2 separate regions of the Mus musculus genome follow, and region 1 is linked to region 2. The links are chromatin contacts, called in public Hi-C maps. All regions are on one chromosome and are shown on one strand. The core of a region is the stretch at or near the end of the contact, and the rest is flanking DNA. Distances in the headings are between cores, read along the strand shown. Region 1 has its middle 68 kb from the start of Mir3970. Region 2 overlaps Gm36774 (a long non-coding RNA gene).

Region 1 (4,160 bases), core at 1,104-3,603, 290 kb before region 2:
CAGACCCATCTGTGGGCAGAGATCCTGACGCTAGCATTCTCAGAATGCTAGTGCTACTACAGAAACAATGTGCATTCTGCCCTCACTTTATGTCAGATTCGCATTCCTTAAAAAAAATAACTGGAAAGTAATTGGATTTGTGTTTGTCTGTTTTGCCTTGATGTAAAACTGAATTTGGTCCTGGTCACAAGGCATTGCAGACAGGTTTTTTGACTGTGTAAATAATTGTTGGAGCAGCAGCACAGTGCGGAACTTCCCTTTGGATAGCTCCCTCCTGAGACCAGCCCCTCACACCTGGCCCTTAGAATCTTTCCAAACTCCCGCTAGGGGGCAGTACTACTCTTTGAGAGATTTAGATCGGCCTGCTGTACAGGAGCCCTGGGTCCTTTTGTTTTTTGTTTGTTTTGTTTTCTCTTTTTCTTGTCTTTTAATTTGGGGTGCACCAAACCCAAAGATTCAATTGTAATGCAATCAGCTGGTTGAATGCATCTGTACTATATCCATAGCTTATTTCTACTGTCTGACTTTTAGGAAATTTTAAAACAATCACTAAATAATTTGAGGACATGTTGATAGATATTTAAATACTCATTTGTCTTCTTTTCAATTTTTTTTTTACTGCATTGAAATAAACAAATATGGAAACTAATCTACTCCGATAAATGTTACTTCCCTCTGTCTTAAGACCATGGTTGCTTAAAGAACAGCCCTGACATCTTCCAGGGGTTGGATCGCCCAAAAGTCTGATTTCTTTTTAAGCAGGATCTCGTTTGGTGTGTAATCCAGATTGCCTAAAAGAAAAAAAAAAAAAACAAGAAAGAAAAGAAAGAAAGGAAAGAAGAAAGAAGGAAAGGAAAGGAAAGGAAAGGAAAGGAAAGGAAAGGAAAGGAAGAATGACATGGCTCTACAAAGAAGTACTGAAGTCGTGACCTGGTGCACAGAACCAGTTTTGAAAGCCTTGCCATTCTGTCAGCTGCATCAGCTCTAGTGGGGATATAATGACACAAGTCCTGCTTATTCTTGGTGAGCCACAGCCAACTCTTGCTCCTCTGTTCTGATCATGTTTGTAAATATAGCTATGAGTGTTGTAGTTACCATCATCTTTAATCTGACCTTTGATATAATACCTAGTCAGTCAGCATTGCAAAGTAATATAAATCCCATGGCTCCTGTGTTTCATTCTAAATACATAAAAGGATAAACAGATAAGGGAAGATGGAAGGAGGGAAAGAGGGCGCGAGGGACAGAGCTAGGGAAGAAAGGAAAGAAGGAAGAAAAATTTTAATTCCACCAGAGGGCATCGTGACAATTTTCACTTGCAAAAGAAAATGTAATGGGGCAGCTAAAAAATTTCCAAAATTGGAATGTTGAAATAAATGGGCATAATTAAAGCAACAATACTTTGACCAAGGCGTTGGCTCAATTATGACTTTAAAATCCCAATAGGTTGATGCATTTTGCTAAGGATATGTTTATCCCTCAGAGACACAATTTGGGCAAATAAAAAAAAAGTTGACAACTTATATGACCAGTGGGTGGTACCTATGCATTGTTACCATGCCCCAGGCCTAGGTCTAAACAAGATTTTCCTCCCCCCACTTTCAGAAATTATGTTAGGAATTTCACAGAACTTTCTAAATGATGGTAGCTTATTAGCAATCATGACTTTGAAAAGAATTACAGAACAACAGACTGTCCTACAGGAGCCCTGTCCCTAGTTGTTGGTAGAGAGGTGTCATGGAACACCAAACATGCTAAAGCTCTGGTTGCTCATTCATTCATTCATTCATTCATTCAACACAGCTATCAAGCACCCACTAAGCACTATGCACTACTTTCCTGGGTGGTGTGTGAAATCCTAGGTTTTAACTTCATAGAGCTTCATAGTAAAGAGACATATAAAAGGAGGGCTAAGCAGTCAAATAAAAACAATCTTTTCAGTTGAGAAATCACAGGAAGTCAATAAAAAGAATTCATATAAGAAAATAACAGGGAACTTAGATCAGCTTGTAGGAAAAGCCACGTGAGCCTGAAGTCTGATGACATGAAGACAAGAACAGCACTGGAGAGAGAGGTTCTGCTCTAGAGCCACAAAGGAGGCCACCATGTGTCGAGCAATATGCCCTGGGCATAGGCACTTACAGTGAACTCAGGCTGGGCCCTGCTAGAACCCTTGAATGTCATTTTTAGTGTAATGTTTAAGCATTTGACATATTCCAGAGAATTGACTGGGCGGGAAGAAGATGAAGTTAGGGAAGCGAGGGTATAAACACAAAACCACAGCTGGAGCAATGAACTGAAACCCCAGTCGAACAGTACAGTGGCTCCGAGGAGAGTATGGCGGCCAGCGATATGGCATAAGCACCTGGCTTCAGGGTTTTAGAAGTGACAGCTACAGGCCTTACAGAGGCATCGCATATGGGAAGAAAGTTGAAACAAAAATGATCTGCGCATTTATAGCTGAACAACTGGGGGACAGATGATTATGCTGTTGTTGGCACTGTGAGCCATCCCGGGTAAATAAATGATTGCACTGAGCACTCAAGATGCAAGCCTCCTTTCTACCACACTAGCCGTTCTTCCTAATGTGCATGGAGATATTTCTTGAGCGATGATTTCAACCTCTGTGTAGCAAAGGGCAGTGAGCCCTACGCCCTTTCTGCATCTCCCACTAAACTGTAGCTGATGTGGCTGCTGGTGGTCTTTTCTGTGATCAGAGGATTAGCTCAATTCCTCAGGATAACTCCAAATTATTCTCTCCAGAGACTCTGTGGTGTCAACAGCCCTGGATTAGAGACCGGTGACCTCAGCTTTTTTCTTACTCGCTGTGTAACCTGGGGAATGTCATTTCACTTCTGCAATCCTTGAAGGTCCTTCTGAAGACAGTGTCAGTAATTTCAGGGAGCCTAGTTTGTAAAAACTGTAAGCAGCTACATAAATAGTGATTCTTGTTCTCATTGTCGTCTCAGCTGCCACCTTTGTTACAAATAACCTGTCATTCATTTTGCCCTGTTCGCTTCCCTTTGCTTCTTGCCTGCTTCTTCTACCTCCTGTCCTTTCTGCCAGATAAATTTGCTTCCCTGCAAAAGGCTGATTATTTGGAGACATCATCACTAGCCAATCAGAGCTCAGCATTCCGGCTGGCTGGTAAGCCAATCAGATGCAAGCTCCAGGTCTTCTTTCAGTGTTGCTAGGGTTTCAGGTCTACTTCTAAAAACTGGCTTGCTTGCTGCTGGTTCATTCTGTCCTTCTCTCCCTCCATCCCCCCCCCCCCCCCCATCCCCTTGCTCTCCAAACCCTTCCCTTTCCCTCCTCCCCTCTTTTGGGTTTGGAGCAATTCCAAATGCTTAAGCCTTCCGGAAGTTTGGGTTATTATGAATAAGCAAGGTTTAACTGTGTATTTTTTCCCTTGAGAAACAGGACAGCTATTCCACATTCGATTTTGAAAGCATGTGTTTTAGCAGCTTAATGTCCCTTGGCTCCATAAAACAGAATTTCGTTGTGTTTAAGAGAATTTTTTTGGTGCAGAGTGACTTTTATTCAGATGACTAGAAGATAAACTGGCATAGAACTTGGCAGTGACGTGTCCTGTCACTTGAACCTCATTGGGCTAACACAGCGAATTCTAAGTATGTCAAAACTCATCCAGTTTAACTGATGATGGAAGATAATATCTGATAGCACCTCAGATATTAGTTCTATCTTGAACTTTCAGTGCTGGGATTAGTGGTGAAAATCACTGGTCAGTAGTGATGGGGACTCTCACTTTATTGCTAATGGGTATCCCTTCCATCACATCTGGCTCATCTGTGGACCCATGGGTCTTCTTTAAATGCTCTCTAGTAGGGCGTGTGAAGATGCCCTAAACACAAACTGGCTCTGTGCTCTGAAAGCTTAGGGGCGATGCCGGATTGAGAAGGAAAACAACAGCAACACAAGTTCTGTCTTTCTCATAACCTTTGCTACTGACTTAAAAACTGGAACAGCATAAGGATTCGCAGTGTAAAATGACCCAAGACAGGTGGCGCAAAGCCAGAAGTCTGTCAGAAGCAGCTTAGGAAAGCTTAATGATTCACAAAGGAGTCGCTGCCTTCAGGCTCTGACCTTTAGAACTAACCAGCTTTAAGCTTTTGGTTCTGGCCCTTCAAGTCACTTGTATC
Region 2 (4,289 bases), core at 635-3,134:
AAGTTCAATTTTACATTAGCAGATTCTGAAGGAAATGTAAGCAAAATTACATTTTCCCAGCATAATTCTGAGAATCTTAACTGTGAAGGTATGAGGAGGCTTATTCCATGTTAAAATGAAAAGATTTAAAAGGAATAGAAGAGACTTGATATTTCACATTATTAACAAAGGCTTTAAATATGAAGCACCCTTCAGGACCTGCATCGCAAAAGGCTCGGAGGATTTAGAGGCAGGGAATTCTCTTTGGGCTTCACAGAACCATTCATTGGGGATCATCCACCTTTAACAAAGTTGCATTGCCAGTGTGCCTGCTATTATTTTAATGAGAAGTGACATAAAAATTATAATTGCCTCCAAAGAAAAGTTACAGTTTTAGGGCATATCCAGAGAGCTGGGGTTTTGGGGTTTTTTTTTGTTTTTTTTTTTTTTGGTTTTTTTTTGGTTTTTTTCCTTGCATTTCTTTTTGCCACCAAAATGTTGGCATATTTCATCTCAGTTCTCGTGCTTCTCGAAATCTCAGTTTCTATGAAAAGAAAAGAGGGCAGACTTGAAAACTATGGTGCCACTGTCCCCAACAGGTTGGCCCATCAAACAGACACATTTAAAAACCAGGACAGCCTGGACCTCTGGCCGTGGACACATCCCATCTCTCTGGGTCACATGACCATTCCCCGTAAGAGGCTACTCTACACCACTGGAGACCCACCTGGGAGTAGAAATGGCAAATATTGTCAACATCAGACGTTTTGGGCCACTTGGGTCAGTAAATGTGACAAATACAGAGTAGAGATCATGTTCCCAGAAAAGATTTCACTGTCTGCCTTGAAATACAGCTGACAGGATTATTTATTGCCACTGTGAAATTTCTCAGGAAGGCTCTCACCCTCTAGCATTCCTAGAAAAACGCTGTCCCGAGTGGGTCTCCCGCATCCCCTCTGATCAGCTGCCCCGAGATGGCCTTTAAGGACTGCATACGATTAGGACCGAAGAACCATCATTTAATAATCTTTAAAATCTGACTATGACTGAAGATCTTTCCAGCTGGAATCATGGCGTTTCTAAAACCATCCTCCCTTGGATGGGAAACTTTTCACAAAGTGGACACCAACTCCAGGGGTCATATGAATATCAGACTTCACTGCTCTTCAGACTTAAGTGTGTTTGTCAGTGAGCTTGGACATATACATGTTACGGTGTGCGTGCGTGTAGGGGTCAGAAAACAAACTCACCTTTCTATCTTGATTAAGGCAGCGACTCTTCAGTGGCCAGCACTGCACATAGCAGTACAGCTGGCCCATGAGCTTCTGGGGATCCTCCTGCCTCTGACTTCGGCACAACAACACTAGGATGACAGACCCATGCTCCCAAACCCAGCGTTACATGGATTCTGGGATTCTAAATGACATTCTTACCGTTGAGCAGCAAGCATTTACTGAAAGAATCATCTCACTGGCCCACCCTTTATTTTTATAACCAACCCTTGCATAGAAAGATCCAAAATTAAAAGCGGCAGTCCTGGATACCACCATGAACACAGAATTCTCTCTCACACACACATACCACATTTCTTCACGTTAAATGGAGCTACTGCAACATTTCAGTCCATATGTAGGTATCAAGGGCTACCCTAGATGCAAGGACAGCCCTCGGCACAATGGTCCAGCACACGGGAGGCACTCGGTAAGCCCATGCTGTGGCCACCAGCCCCCCTTCTCTCCAGCAAACAGGACTCTGGGAAGAATCACTGAAGGACAAACTCAGAAATTCTTGGAACTATTGCCAAACAGAGAATAACAAGAGCCGCTGTGGGTTCAGGCTATTCTGAGAAGCCACACTTGGTCCAAGTGGGTAAGCCAGGCATAAAGCCTGGGTCTGGGCTCTGAGACCTAGCACAGGAACTGAAAGCTACAGCTGTCAGAGGCATGTCTGCTTCCTGTCTCTGTCTACCATGTCTCTCGGGCTGATTATATCCTTTTAATTTGTTTTTTAATTGAAACAGAATTACACCACTTCCCCATCCCTTTACCTCCTCCAACTCCTCCCACGTACCCCCTTCCAGCTGTCCCCATGCCCACCCCTCACTCTCAAGTTGATAGCCTCTATCTCTTTGATTAGTGTGTGTGTGTATGTGTACATGTGTGTATGTGTATCTGTTTACATGAATATATATAAATAAAATCTGTGTTTCTTATCTGTGTGTATATGGTTTCAAAGCTGATTACTTTGCTTAGGACAATAAATAAGGTGGCTCCTCTCTGAGAAAAGCTAAGTCTTCCTCTTTCAGCAGTCACTGCTCCTTTGTCTAGGGTTACGACCCCATGAAATTTCCCTCTTCCACCTTTGGATATTTATTTATTTACATTTCAAGTGTTATCCCCTTTCCCAGTTTCCCTTCCACAAACCCCCTATCCCATCCCCCCTCCCCCTGCTTCTGAGAGGGAACTCCCCCATGCACCCACACATTCCCACCTCACCACCCTCACATTCCCCTACACTGGGGCGTTGAGCCTTCAGAGAACCAAGGGCCTCTCCTCCCATTGATGCCCAACAAGACCATCCTCTGCTACATATGCAGCTGGAGCCATGGGTCCCTCCATGTGTACTCTTTGGTTGATGGTTAAGTCCCTGAGAGCTCTGGGGGGTGTGGGGGTCTGGTTGGTTGATATTGTTATTCTTCCTATGGGGTTGCAAACTCCTTCAGCTCCTTCGGTCCTTTACCTAACTCCTCCATTGGGGTCCCCGCGCTCAGTCCAACGGTTGGCTGTGAGCATTTTGTTACCATTGGTAGTGCCATGTTTCACGTCTGGTTCATACATCCATTTCTAGAAAATACTGATCTGAGGAAACTTTCCTAGTGTTCTGGCTCTTAAAATTTCTCCTGCTCCTCTTCCACAATATTCCTTGAGCCATAGATTAAGAGCCGTGATGTAGATGTAGCCATTAGGGCCTGGGCTCCCCGGGATCGAATTGTGTTCCATTGTGATTTTCTAGGCTGCTTTGATGAGCGGTGGTAGCTACACTGATCCAGGAAAGGTTGCTCATGCACAAAGAGATTGCAGCTTCTACTCTCCTACCAGATATGAGTAAAGATGAGTCCATGTGTGAAGCCAGACCTGTGGAAGGAAGGGTGATGTTAGATTCTGTCAGACCATGGGACTGGAGATGCCATTCTAGATAAGGGAGTTCATGGAGGCAACCACTGAGGGAACGAGATTCAGAGTGGGCTTTGGAGAATGAGTAAGAGTTACATGTGTGGTTGACAGAGAGCAGAGGCTTTGAGTAAAGCCTAAAGCTGCAGCTAAACGTGTGCAATGGGAGTAGACAACGGGTCTAGAAGAGAAGCATGCAGTCAGGCAAGGGGAACAGGCTGTGACGCTAAAGGAATTGGAGACCCCTGAGTGCTGGAGGGTCCTGATAGGGCCATTGTTTTTTTGTGACTCTAACAAAGAAATTTGTGTTCCTGCCACAAATCGGTGCTCAGTAAACTCAGGAATAAGCAGTAGACTATTTTACAGCATTCTTTGTTTCTCTTAGCATCATACACATTGTAACGGAAAGGACCATAAGTCCAGAATTGGCCCATGAAGTTGCTGGGCTAGTAGTCAGCTGTATGCATTCTCTTACTATGGAAGTGAGAATCTACAAACAACAGACATGGGTCCCAGGAAGCACTGAACCTAGCCCCAGAGGCTTATGTGCCAGAATTCTATACCTGAAACAGCAGCCCAACATATCCTGAGATGCGGAAAATTATCTAGAGGACTGTACGTGTGGCATCGCACTGTCACTGTATGTACAGTTACTTTCTCAAGGGCTGATGAAGAGCCTGGATCATATCACCATGCACCAGAAAGACTAGGAGTGGGCTGTGGAAGCTGCGTGTCTAATTTGTTCTTTGAGTCATGTTGATGCCTGGATCTTACAAATCACTGGCGGGGGCACTTCTTAATATATTCCACATGTACTGACAACTGACCCTCGCCCACAGAGGTCTACCCAAACTCATGACTTAAACAACCCTGGAGGAGCAGAACAGCCAGAGGCCAAATCCCAGCGTTTTTCTCATGTTCATGTTTCAGTGAGTTAGTGTTCCCTGACCTAAAAGAGGTAAATAATGACAAGTAAATAGCTCAGAAGGTTTTTTATAAGGGGTTTTGCATTAGCATATTAATAAAACAAAGTTTCCAATACAGACTTAAAAGCAGTGAGTCAGATAATTCCGTGTTGTAGAGAGCATGCCTGTGTGTTACAGAATCAGCAACACCATTGGCCTCTAGGCACTCCATGCT

Evidence for each region. Hi-C and Micro-C count contacts between places; a contact is called where the count stands out from the background.
Region 1: a Hi-C map of pre-B cells shows a contact between it and region 2, with 3 times the contacts expected there. A contact is called at or near these places in 13 of 484 Hi-C or Micro-C datasets (3T3-L1-derived adipocytes, the CH12 cell line, DN2 thymocytes and 9 more) and 16 of 130 datasets of targeted methods (the 230-238 cell line, CD8 T cells, DN3 thymocytes and 10 more).

Annotation. Positions count from the first base shown.
Region 1 is chr19:33,223,359-33,227,518 of GRCm38.p6, reverse strand. It overlaps the pseudogene Rnls. Among named protein-coding and RNA genes, the nearest start is that of Mir3970, 68 kb to the right of the region's middle.
Region 2 is chr19:32,937,451-32,941,739 of GRCm38.p6, reverse strand. Gm36774 (a long non-coding RNA gene) reads right to left here. Exons shown (of 5, transcript XR_001782638.2): 5 at 2,341-3,113. Among named protein-coding and RNA genes, the nearest start is that of Gm36774, 9.3 kb to the right of the region's middle.